Regions from separate parts of the Oryctolagus cuniculus genome. Here region 2 is linked to region 1. Evidence: chromatin contacts called from public Hi-C data. All regions are on one chromosome and are shown on one strand. The core of a region is the stretch at or near the end of the contact, and the rest is flanking DNA. Distances in the headings are between cores, read along the strand shown. Region 1 overlaps MAPRE3 (microtubule associated protein RP/EB family member 3). Region 2 overlaps LOC103347715 (a long non-coding RNA gene).

Evidence for each region. Hi-C and Micro-C count contacts between places; a contact is called where the count stands out from the background.
Region 2: a contact with region 1 is called in a Hi-C map of an unstated tissue, with 6 times the contacts expected there. The contact joins two enhancer-like sites. A contact is called at or near these places in 5 of 6 Hi-C or Micro-C datasets (ear pinna, embryonic fibroblasts, psoas muscle and 2 more).

Annotation. Positions count from the first base shown.
Region 1 is chr2:175,926,373-175,932,724 of mOryCun1.1, forward strand. It overlaps MAPRE3 (microtubule associated protein RP/EB family member 3), which reads right to left. Exons shown (of 7, transcript XM_008254644.4): 2 at 2,144-2,271; 3 at 1,556-1,701; 4 at 744-945. The coding sequence starts at 2,264. Among named protein-coding and RNA genes, the nearest start is that of TMEM214, 6.9 kb to the left of the region's middle. Within about 2 kb of position 2,684, at least 1 of the 8 cell types and tissues checked has an H3K27ac peak or open chromatin away from gene starts, as enhancers often do.
Region 2 is chr2:175,979,387-175,985,738 of mOryCun1.1, forward strand. LOC103347715 (a long non-coding RNA gene) reads left to right here. Exons shown (of 3, transcript XR_516302.4): 3 at 5,362-6,352. Among named protein-coding and RNA genes, the nearest start is that of MAPRE3, 8.5 kb to the left of the region's middle. Within about 2 kb of position 3,920, at least 1 of the 8 cell types and tissues checked has an H3K27ac peak or open chromatin away from gene starts, as enhancers often do.

The DNA of each region.
Region 1 (6,352 bases), core at 1,434-3,933:
GGAGCCCGCTGCAGCCCAGCGCGGCCGGCCGGCATGCGGGGCATGCGGTGGCTACTTTGCTGTCTAGCCCTGCCCAGTGGCAGAGGCTGCTTCTAATGCAAAGCAAGCGGGGAGAGTGGCGCGGCGCAAACGGAGGAGGTGGCCCTGCTATGACGGGCTCAGGCGCGGGCTGGGGCTGCTCCTCTGCCTCTCCCTCTGCAGCCCTGCTGTCCCCCCTCCAGCAGGCTCCACTGCTTCTCTCCCTGCCTCTCTAGGACCCGGACAAAGCCCATTTTGTGGGACTCATCTCCTTAGGACTCAGGGCTCTGGGCCTTTGGAATGGGGAAGACACAAACAAGTTCCCACACCCGTGCCCCTGGCATCCAGTGGGCAGCAGGCCAGAAGGGGCTGTGGTGCTGGCCTCAGGCCCTTGGCTTGGGCGGGCCCCAAGCAGACAAACCATGCCACCTCGGGCGCCATCGTCTTGCGGCAAACAAGGGAGCCCGTACCCAGGGCTCCCTCCCACCAGCTGCCGCCGTGGCTGGAGCTGGTGGCTCTTCCCTTAGAGCGGTTTCTGGAGCCCTCCTGCCCCCTACGGTGACCCCCCCTGGTCTACGTGGGGAGCAGGCGGCGCCATCTGAACTCCGTGATAACAGTCTCCTCCAGGCTGGCGGGGCCGGGCGGGTGGCCCCGGGGGCGCTCCTGGCTGAGGAGCCCCGCCGGCCCGGCCCCCCACACTCCCTCCCCCGGCTCGGGCACGTTACCTGCTGTGCCAATGAGTTTCTTGGATTTGTTGAAGATCTGATCACCTGGGTTAGGAGGTGGCGCTACGTCCTGGCCCTGCCGCGCCAGCAGAGGGTTGTAATCCTTTCCATCATAGTTTGCGTCAAAGAATTTCTTAAACCACTGAATAAACTCAAAATTATCTTGGAATTTTCCTTTCACTAATTTCTCTACAGGAATGATCTGAAATAGACCACACAACAGAGTCTGTTAGCCCCTGCTGCCGCACGGCCGCCTTCCGGTGTGAGAGGGCCACTGCCTTGCAGAGAGCCAGCCCCTGGGCCGCAGCATCTTCCAGCTCCACCACCTGCCCCCCGCCCATGGCACCAGAGCAGACGGGCAGGCTGGCAGGCCTGGCCTGGGAGCCGCACATCCCTCTCCCACAGGCACAGGAAGGAGGATGTGGGAGGTGTCCCCAGGTTCTGCGGCTGCTGCTTGTGGGCTGGGGGCTCGGGACCCACAGCTCTGGGGCCATCGAGGCAGAAGAGCAAAGAGACTTTTCTCGGGACCTACAGAGAAATGCAACTTAATAGGCACAGTACACAGAGGCTCAGGGTCTGCGCTGGGTAGGGTCCAGAGAGGAGGGGGCGGGGAAAGGAGTGTTGTCATCGTGGACCGTCCCGTGCGGTAGGGCTTTCCGCTGGGCCTCGGGCTGGGGGGATGCTCCCCCTGCAGACTCAGGGGTGGGGGGGTGTAAGTGCTGGAAATGACCCCACCGACGGCCTGGCTGGCGGGCCATCTTCTCCCTCGGGGTCACACAGCTCCCGAGGGCCCCCGGGAGCGCAGCACCTACTTTGTCAACACCCATCTTCTTGAACGCCGCTTGCAGCACCTTGAAGTTGTGGATGTACTCGTGTTCTAGCTTGGCCTGGAACTTCACCTTCCTCAAGTGCACACAGCCCGGGAAGAGCATGTCCATGAACTGGCAGTAGGCCGCCCCTGTGGAGGGGCGCGGCTGACTGCCAGGCCTCAGCAGTGCCTTTCACTTGCCCAAGCCCCAGCCCCGGTCTCCTCTTCTCTCTCCCTGTCTTGAGGCTGGGGGCAGCCCTCCCTTCAGGACCGACACGGCTGGAATCCCCAAGGATAAAAGAATTATCCAAGAATAAAAGCATGACTGCTTCTGAGGCCTATCATGTACCTGCAGCACACTTAACACAGCAGCACATATGCAGTTTAATCCCAACAGGAACCCCAGCTAGACGGTGCTGTTATCAACGTCTCACAGATGGGAGCGAGCCGCGGAGACCACCGGCCCGGAGGCTGAGCTCTGACCCTGGGTGGCGGGGTTGGGGGCAGGACCTTGTGCTATGACCTTGTGGCTCCGCGCTGTGCCCTTCCTTTCCCTCCCAGGACGGGGCACCGCCCCACCCCAGCCTCCCACCTGAACAGAGCTGCTCGATCTTGGTATAGTTGAGGTGCAGGGAGTCGTTGACCCACGCAAGCATGTCATGGCGACTCAGATTCTCACTGGTCACGGATGTGGAGTACACATTGACGGCCATACCCCAGCTGCAAAGAGATGACAGACGGGGTGGGGTCAGCCCTGGGGAGGGGCCGCGGGCAGCCCCCCGGGGAAACGGGGTCCCTGCAGACCAGCTGTGCACCTGCAGCTCCCCCTGCAGAGCAGGTGCATTTCCCTGCCCCTCACACACCTAACAGGTGCCCCCGGCTGTGAGATGAGTGCCAGGAGCTGGGGGCACAAAGTGAATCGCGGAAGCCGCGACAGGAGGACGCCCTCTGGGCAGTCACAGAAATGCACCAAGTTCAAGTGGCACAGGGGAGGGGCGGTCTCCTCTGCTTGGCAGGGCAGGGGCGCTGGAGCCTGGAGTAGGAATTTTCCAGACGCACAAAGGGCTGGGGTGGAAGGGCGGCCCCCGCGCGAGGACAGAAGGGACAAAGCAGGGCTTACTCCCAGCATGCCTGGTTGCTGTGCCGGCCTAGGGGAGCCGGGTGTTGAGTGGGGCATGGCGCAAGGCGGTTGGCAGGGACAGCCCGGGAGCCTTTGTTTACCACGAGGGGGAGTCTGGACTTTCTATTTAGACGCAGGGAAGCCAGTGAGGATCCCAGGGAGACGGGCGACAGGGCCAGACCCGTGTTGCGGAGTGCCTGCTCTCTCCTCTCCCTTCAGACTCCGTGTTCCTGTGGCCCAGAGGCACCTAAATCCCGCTAGTCCTGAATCTTCCCTTAAATTGAGCTTCTGCTCCCATACGCAACCCCGTGGACCTCACCCGGGCCAGGAGCCTGAGGGGTCCCCCTGGCCAGCCGACCATCCTGTTCACATCAGCCCCTTGCGCGAGGCCTGCAGCCCCACGTCCCCAGTGTGCCCCTGCGTCCCCCACCTCGGTTCTTACACCTCTCCCCAGCCCAGGCAGGCAAGAGCCCCCGAAGGCCTCCCAGCCTCCAGCCCTCCCTCCGCCCCCCGCTCCCAGCCCTTTCAGTCAGCAGTCGTAAACCAGGCACCCACTGGCCGGATTGGCCTCGCAGACTTGAATGGTTTAGCATTCACGGTGTTGGAAACAGTTTTGAATTAGGGGCCAATAATTTAAGGTTGGGACGTCTCACACAAACAATTTGGCTGCTCCTGGCCACTCCGGGCCCATGAACCTGCGCCACCACCAATGGCTGGAGCTGGGCAGGGGCACCCCCCTCTGGCCAGCATGCGTGAGTGCCTGCTCACTACACACCTAGCCCTACAGAGGCCAAGGTCACCGCTGTTGATCACTAACTGGGGTAGCGAGGAGGGAGATATTTCTTGTAACTAGGTTTGTGTCAGAAATGGAGAGACAGAAGCTGGACAAAAAGAACTGTGTGTTCTGAGAGCTGTGTGAGTGCCTGCTTCTCGAGTAAAGAATTTCACTCCAGGCTTGACACACTCTCTGCATGAGGGGGCCGTGGTTGCAGCGAGCTAAGCTGCTGCCCGCAATGCCAGCACCACTCCCCCCACATCAGTGCATCGGTTCGAGTCCCAACAGCTCTGTTTCCAATCCAGCTCCCTGCTAATGCACCTGGGAAAGCAGCAGAAGATGGCCCAAGTGCTTGGACCCCCACCGCCCATGTGGGAGACCCGGATGGAGTCCCAGGCTCCTGGCTTTGGCCTGGCCCAGCTGGGGGCCGATGCAGCCATTTGGGGAGTGAACCAGGGGATGGAAGAGTTCTTCTTCTTCTTCTTTTTTTTTTTTTTTGACAGGCAGAGTGGACAGTGAGAGAGAGAGACAGAGAGAAAGGTCTTCCTTTTGCCGTTGGTTCACCCTCCAATGGCCTCGTGGCTGGCACGCTGCGGCTGGCGCACCGCGCTGATCCGATGGCAGGAGCCAGGTACTTATCCTGGTCTCCCATGGGGTGCAGGGTCCAAGGGCTTGGGCCATCCTCCACTGGCCTGGAAGGGGGGCAACCGGGACAGAATCCGGCTCCCCGACCGGGACTAGAACCCGGTGTGCCGGCGCCGCTAGGCGGAGGATTAGCCTAGTGAGCTGCGGCGCCGGCTGGAAGAGTTCTTTCTCTCTGTCTTTCCCTCTCTCTCTCTGTAACTCTGCCTTTTAAATACATAAAAATAAATCTTAAAAAAAAATTATGCAAAGTGTCTCTGGGAAGAAAGAGTGCACCAGTCCACTTCCCTGTCCCCTGGAGGCATCTGCTGTGACACAGTGGCCCCTCCTGGCCACCACCCCTCTCCCCAACAGACCCAGCCTTAGCTCCAGCCTCAGCTCCCTTGGTCAGGGGCCACAGGCAGCGCGAGAATGCTGTCCCACCCCGACTTCATTCATTCTCTGCTCCAGGGGTCTCGACCACCGTGCTCCCCGGACCAGCAACACCGCGGCTCCCAGGGCGTCAGCTTGTTAGAAAAGCCCCAGACCTCCTGAATCAGAACCCGCCTCTGCCCAGGGAGCCCGAAGCTCATCCAAGTTTGTGAATCACTGCTCAGCAGCTGCCCCAGCCCGCCCCCAAGCATTCGCCACAGAACCTCATTATTTGCACGCAGAAATTACATGAACTTTTGGAAGAAGAATCATGAGAGAAAACCCTCATATTTATTCCTAGTCCTTCCTGCTTTTAAAAATAAACCCTGTCCTTCCCTGCACAGGGAAAGGGAGCCAGACAGGGCCCCAAAGCCAAGAGAAACAAACGTGGTTGGCTGGACAGCCTTTAAGGACTCGGGAGCTGGCAGTTCCAGAGATTTCCCAGGGCAATTCTGCCTGCACGCGCGTCTCCCCTCACGCGCTGGCTCCGAGCCCGCTGCGCCGGACCCGACCCTCGCGCTCACCCCCGAACCTGTTTAAGTGCTTGCCCCTGGTCAGGCAGGAGCAGGGAGTCCAGACCCGCCGCTGCGAGGGAGTCAGGAACCCCGGTGAGCAGCTGAGCCCCTCCTCTGGCCTGTCCTTTCTCTGGTTGTCCTTCATCGCCTTGTGGCCCCGGGGTCCCCACCCCTGCTGGGTTTGTAGGACTCAGCTTGGGTGTCAGCTCCAGGACCCTTCTCTGCCCTGCCTCTGTCTCTGCAGCACCGGGAGCCCGGGCGGTATCGCGGCACTTGGCAACTTCCGTGGCCGCCACCACAGCCCCCACTGCTGGGTTCCAGACGGACTGCCTCGCCACGTGGGTGGCATGCGCTGGCAGGGACTGGGGTTGGGGGTGTTATCTGCCTCCAGGGACTCACCCCAGGTAACGGCAGTGGGAGTGGGCGAGGGCCAGTGGACAGGATGTTTCTAAAGAGGCAAAAAGGTAGGGTCCAGGGGCCAGCGCTGTGGTGCAGCGGGTTAATGCTCTGGCCTGAAGCACCGGCATCCTATATGGGTGCTGGTTCTAGTCCCGGCTGCTCCTCTTCCCATCCAGCTCCCTGCTGTGGCCTGGGAAAGCAGTGGAAGATGACCCAAGTCCTTGGGCCCCTGCACCTGCATGGGGGACCTGGAAGAAGCTCCTGGCTCCTGGCTCCTGGCTTCGGATCAGCGCAGCTCTGGCCATTGCAGCCAATTGGGGAGTGAACCATTGGATAGAAAACCTCTCTCTGTCTCTCTCTCTGCCTCTTCTCTCTCTGTGTAACTCTGACTTTCAAAGAAATCAATAAATCTTAAAAAAAAAAAAAAAAAAAAACGAAAGAAAGAAAGGTAGGGTCCAGGAGAGTCCCTTATTCCAAGGAGAATTCATTTACTTATGGACTGTGAGACATGGAAAGGATTTGCCCCTGTCCTTGGGAGTCGATGATCTTACCCAGGAGACAGACACACATGAGGGTGGCACAGCCAAACGCCCCCGAGTGGTGAGCACAGGCAGCATGGTTGGCGGTCAGGAGGAGCAGGCACAGAGCGAGCCTCCGGCGGCCAGAGTTACGTGTGCTCAGGCTGCCAGGTGTGCAGGCCGCCTGCAGAGGCCTTGTCCATGGGCTTGGAGACTCATTTCTCCAGGAGGCCCTGGGAGACGGTGATGCCGCGCCAGCTCTGGCTCCCACACTGCTGGGCCTCAGGGGGTGGGGCTTCTTGGAGTGGTTCCGGGGGTGCAGGGTGGTCTTAGTTGGCCCTGGCAGTGCCTGAACCACTTTGGGGATTTAGTCCTGTTGAACATGAGCTTCAAGAGCTAAGTACTGAAGTGAAGCAGAACC
Region 2 (6,352 bases), core at 2,670-5,169, 54 kb after region 1:
AGAGAGACAGAGAGAAAGGTCTTCCTTTGCCGTTGGTTCACCCTCCAGTGGCCGCCACGGCCGGTGTGCTGCGGCCGGCGCACTGCGCTGATCCGATGGCAGGAGCCAGGTGCTTCTCCTGGTCTCCCATAGGGTGCAGGGCCCAAGCACTTGGGCCATCCTCCACTGCACTCCCTGGCCACAGCAGAGAGCTGGCCTGGAAGAGGGGCAACCGGGACAGAATCCGGCTCCCCGACCGGGACTAGAACCCGGTGTGCCGGCGCCGCTAGGCGGAGGATTAGCCTAGTGAGCCGCGGCGCCGGCTCCTGTGCCCTTTTAAGACTAGATATTTCCTTCCCGCTAAAGACTAAATATTGTTCCTTTTAAGACTAAATAATACTCACTTGAAAGACTGGACAGTATCCCGTTGTATGCATGAACCACATTTGCTTAGCCATTCATCCATCAGTGGACATTTTGGCTACTTCCATGTGTGGGTTGCTGTGAATAATGCTGCCATGAACTTGCGTGTGCAAACGCGTCTTTGATGCCCTGCTTTACATTCTTGGAGGTAGATGAGAACTCCCAGAAGTAGAACTGCTGGATCATTGGGATTCCAGTTTTTGCTTTCTGAGGAGCCCCAGTGGCAGTTGTAGCATTTCACATTCCCATTGGCAATGTACAGGGTTCCAATGCCTTCACTTCCTCGCAGACATTCGGTATTTTGGGCTTTTTTTTTTTTTTAAGTAGTATCATCCTAATGGGTGTGAAGTGGTATTTTGTTGTAGTTTAGGTGTCTCTTTTTGTGAGCTTTTGGCCATTTGTGTGTCTTCTTTGGGTAAATGTATTTTCAAATCGTTCACCCATTTTTGAACCAGGTGGTATTTGGTTATTATTGTTGTGTTTTAAGGGTTCTTCATATACTCTGGATATTAATCCCTTATCAGAAATATGATTTGTAAATATTTTCTCCCATACTATGGGCTTTTTATTCTGTTAATACTGTGTTTCAACGCACAAAATTTTCAATTGTTCATGAAACCCAGTTTGCCTACTTTTTCTCGTGATTTCTGATTCTGAACCTCCGCCCTGACCCGCTCTCCCAGTTTGTCCCCCTGTGCACATCAGTGCCCTCCAGATACCCTCCAGCCACAGGCAGCTCCAGGTCAGCGCACTCAGATTAAACTTATTTACCCCCCCCCCCACTTGCCATTCTTATAGCTCCTCTTACTGAGAACCCTGGAGGTGAGCCTATCCCACCCTTTTCTCCAAACTCCCAAGGACAGTTTTCCAATTCCATTCATTTCACCTCTCTCTTTTTTTTTTTTTTTAAAGATTTATTTATTTGAAAAGTAGAATTACAGAGAGAGAGAGATAGATCTCTTCCAGCCAGGAGCTTCTTCCGGGTCTCCCATGTGGGTGTAGGGGCCAAAGGATGTGGGCCATCCTCTGCTGCTTTCCCAGGTGCATTAGCAGGGAGCTAGGTCAGGAGTGGAGCAGCCAGGACTCAAACTGGCGCCCACATGGGATGCTGGTGCTATAGGCAGTGGCTTTACCCACTGTGCCAACACCAGCCCGGATTCCACCTCTTAAATGTCTCTCTGGCCTGTCTCCCTCTCTCTCCTTCACCCTGACATCTCTTGTCTGGGTTACTGCAGGGCCACCCACCTTCTCTTTGAACCTCTGGTCCATCCTCAAGGTCCTGGCCAGAGGGTTCTTTCTAGGAGGTAAACCTTTTCACATACAGCCCCACCTCCACCCCTGCTCAAGCACCAGGGCTACCCTCCAGCTGGATTCAGGGGAGTCAAGGAAACGGGGAAAGATAGAACAGTGACATCTTCCGCAGGCTTAAACTTTATTTGGAGATTCAGGGAAATAACATCTTTTATGATGATAGCCACAGAGACACTGGATGAAGCTGAATGCAAGAGTCGCATGATACTCACAACAAGGCGATACTGTGTGTCAAGAGGTCGTCTGTTCTGTCCATCAGGCCAACTCAGGCTGGCTGCAGGCTCACCTCTGTGCACCTGCCCGAGAGGACTGGCCACCCTTTCCCATGGGTCCCTGGCCCTTTCTTTGTCAGGTCCCCTCTGCCTGGTGCTCCTGTGTGTTCACGTCTGTCCCCATGGGAGGGTCTCCTGCTCAAAGACCCTGAATATCCACCTTTGTATCCTGAGCACCTTGCACAGGACCGAAAACAGCCAGGCGGCCAAGGTGACCTTCCTGGGCTTTTCCCAGGGTGCCTGAGAGGATAGTCTCAGAGAAGGGGGTTAGCTCTGGCCACTGTGGGACTGGCGTTTGGATTGGATTCTGCTGGGGTGCCCTGGCTGGGCTGTGCCCGAAATGCAGGGAGGCCCTGCCGTGCTGGTAACTGTTACCAACCACGTTCATTATTCATTGGAAGCTAGAAGGGGAACAGGGTGCTAAACCCAGACAGATTCGCACAACACAGGAAACCTTGACGTGGTTCTAAACATTTGCAAGGGACCCACGTAGGCAATGTGTAATTTCGCTGCGGACTGGACTTAAATTACATGCCTCGAAGTGGACGAGCTTTTATTTAGAGAGTGCGTCTGCCCTCCACCCTGCTGGAATCCCACAAGCCCTGGGTCCCGGAGTTCCAGCCTATGTGACCTTGGCCTTGGTTTTCCTCATGTGAGGTTGTGATGGTTAAATGAGAAAATGTATGAAAGATGTCAAGCTATGCCCCATGTGCTGTCCATACTCACCAAATGGTAACTGCCAATAATAACTCAAACTCTCAGGGGTGTTCACTGGGGACTTTATCTGACTGTCCACCCCCACACTCCAGCTATGCCTTGTCACCTGATCTAGAGGCACATATCAAACTGAGACTTTGCAGATTTTTTTTAATATTTATTTATTTGAAAGGCAGAGGTACAGAGAAGCAGAGGGGGAGAGAGAGGAGAGAGGAGAGAGGAGAGAGGAGAGAGGAGAGAGGAGAGAGGAGAGAGGAGAGAGGAGAGAGGAGAGAGGAGAGAGAGAGAGAGAGAGAGAGAGATCTTTCATCTACTGGTTCACTCCCCAGATGGCTGCAACTGCTGGTGGAGCTGGGCTGATCTGAATCCAGGAGCCAGGAGCTTCTTCCTCGTTTCTCACATGGGTACAGGGGTTCAAGGACCTGGGCCATCTTCTACTGCTTTCCCAGGTGGTAGCAGAGAGCTGGATTGGAAGTGGAGCAACCGGGAATTGAACTGGGACCCATATGGGAAGGCTTTACTAGCTATGTCACAAAAAAAATTTATTTATTTCAGAGGCAGAGAGAGAGAGAGAGAGAGAGAGAGAGATCTTTCATCCACTGGTTCACTCTCCAAATGGCTGCAATATGGCCAGAGCTGGGCCAATCCGAACCCGGGAGGCAGGAGCTTCTTCCGGGTCTCCCACGTGGGCACAGGGGCCCAAGGACTTGGGCCATCCTCTAATGCTTTCCCAGGTGCATAAGCAGGGAGCTGGAGCAGCCAGGACTTGAACTGGCATCCATAAAGGATGCCGGTGCAATTGGTGGAGGCCAAACCTACTAAGCCACAGTGCCTGCCCCTGGGTATTGTTTTTAAAAGTGAAATGTTACATCCTTTGGAGAGACTCTTTTAAAGCAAATAAGGCTAACTGGTACCATAGCACTTAAATCTAAAAAAATGAATTAATTTTACTTATTAGAGAGATAGATCTCATTCACTGGTTCACTCCTCAAATGCCCACAATAGCTGGGGCTGGGCCGGGCTGAAGCCAGGAGCCTTGAACTTCATCTGGGTCTCTCAAATGGATGGCAGGGTTCCAAGCACTTGAGCCATCACCTGCACACCTGCAGGGTGTGCATTAGTAGGAAGCTGGAATTAGAAGTGGAGTCAGGACTCAAATGCAGATTCTCCAGCATTGGATGGGGGCCTCCCAAGCACTGTCTTAGCCTCTGTGCCAGCTGCCTGCCTTCACAGTATCTCTAATGTATAATGGGAGATGTTAGCATTCCCTCAGCTCCTGCTACAGCAGGCGCGAGACGCACCCTCGTCCCAGCGACCTCTCTGCATCTTCTGAGGTTGTTACTTCCCCTTTCCCAATAAACGGGCTCAGTGAGCGTAATCACTTGCTGAACATCAGAAGTGGGGCTTGAATGCAAAGCCAACACCCAAATCTGAACTGTCGCTACCCCACGCCTCCAACACTGTTTGTACCCTCAGTACTGTCAGCCTGGCGTTCCCCAAACTCACTTCTAAATGCAGGAGCTTGGTTCATTTTTTTGTATCATCTGAAATACGCCTGGTAGGTAGGTGTCCCATGAATCAGGTTAAACAGCAAGCAGAAAACTCACTTGAGCAAGTCTCAACTGGAATTGTCAGATAAAAACATGGCACCTTCTTTCAACTTGACTTACAGGTACACAATAAATATTTATAAGTATTTCACAAACACTATTTGGGACGTACTTATACTAAAAATTATTTTTATATGAAATCCAGATCTGGCTGGGCGTCCTGTGCTTTTATTTGCCCCACCTGGCAACCTTTTCCAACTATACTCTGAAATGGGCTTTCAAAGAGACATTTGTCCCCAGGGAGCTCCAGGTGGGGGAGTTTGCCATGGACCCTCACTCAGGGTTGATCTGATCCTGGGTGGTTCTGTGAGCGGGACTAAGACAACCTGGACACACCCGCCTTTCCTGGAGCCTCAGTTGTTCAGGTAGGTTAGGCGGCTGATGCACCCTTAGCCAAAGAAGTAGTCACTGGTGAGCTTAAAGCGCCCTCTGGAGGGCCCTGTGGGTAGTACTGTGGCCAGGACTTGCAGAGCAGAGAGGAGCCCACAGGTATGGCAGGGGAGAGGGGCCAGGGAAAACACACCTTCCTGGCATTTTCGGTTTGAAGTTGCTGCTGCTCTGGCCACTGGGGAGCTGAAGGCACTTTCCCAGGGGAGCTACTGCCAGGGCTTCACTGTCCCAGAATCCTCTGCCTCCCCAGGGTTTCCCTGCCCCTTCCCCAGGCCGGAAGCCCAGGCCTTAGGAGCAGTGCCCTGATCTGATCTGCTGAGTGTATTAGGACTCGTGCTTAAGGTGGCTCCCAACAGTTTCAGTCTCCCTTCTGAGAGGCTAGCCAGACAGCGAGGCCGTGTTCCCGCGCGGGAAAGAGATGCAGGGGATTTCAGCCCCCTTGCACCTTAAATTAAGAAGCCGCGAAGCACGCAGGGAACCGGTCCACAGTGGTGGTCAGTGGTGTTGAATGACGGCCTCTCCCCCTTTCCCTCTGTCTGGGTCGTCACCCTCACCAAACCCTACCCTACCCCCACCCCTTCCTCAGTCAGGGCAAGGCCTCCTGCTGTACCCATGGCCTTCCAAGCCTGCCTGGTGATGCTCACCATCTCTGTCTCCAGCAGCTCAGGGGGCGGCTCCCAGGTCTGATCAGGAAGAGATCAACAGGAAGACAAAACGGAAGTGAGGCCGGAAGCCGACTCCTGGAGGCCCTGCCAGGGCACGTGCAGCTCCTACAGACTCCTGGGACCTCACCTGCCAGCGCACCTGAAGCCTTACCTGGGCTGGGGGAGGCTCTGTGAGGCCCCGCTGGTCACCTAACTGCTGGTTGGGATTCTATCCCGGCCTCCATGGGGTGAGGGTGTGGTGGCTGTGCTGGGGAAGTCCCCAAGCTCCTGCCCACTGAGCCCATCACCTGCCCAAGTGCTTTTTTTAAAAAAATTTATTCTATTTATTTTAAATAATAAAGCATGTAGGAGAGATCTTCCATCTGCTGGTTCACTCCCCAAATGGCTACGAAGGTCAGGGCTGGGCCAGGCGGAAGCCAGGAGCCAGGAGCTTCTCTGGCGTGGGAGCAGGGGCCCAGCACTTGGGCCCAGCACTTCCACTGCTTTCCCAGCCACGTTAGCAGGGAGCTGATCGAACATGGAGCAGTGGGGACTGGAGCTGGCACTTACATGGGATCCCAGCGTGGCAGGTAGCCGGCCCCCATAACCTCCTCACCGTGCTGATCCGATGGCAGGAGCCAGGTGCTTCTCCTGGTCTCCCATGCGGGTGCAGGGCCCAAGCACTTGGGCCATCCTCCACTGCCTTCCTGGGCCACAGCAGAGAGCTGGCCTGGAAGAGGTACAACCGGGACAGAATCCGGCGCCCCGACCAGGACTAGAACCCGGTGTGCCAGCGCCGCTAGGTGGAGGATTAGCCTATTGAGCCGCGGCGCCGGCCTCTATTTGTTAAGTATGGAATAGCTCAGGGTTCTGGCCTTTCGTACCCCAGGAAAGGAGAGATGGAAAAAAGAGACGGTCGACAACCTCTCTGCTTCAAATAAAGCAATCTGTCTCTGTTGAGGTCGGTCTCCGTCTCCTTTCTGGGGGTACGAGAGGCCAGAACCCA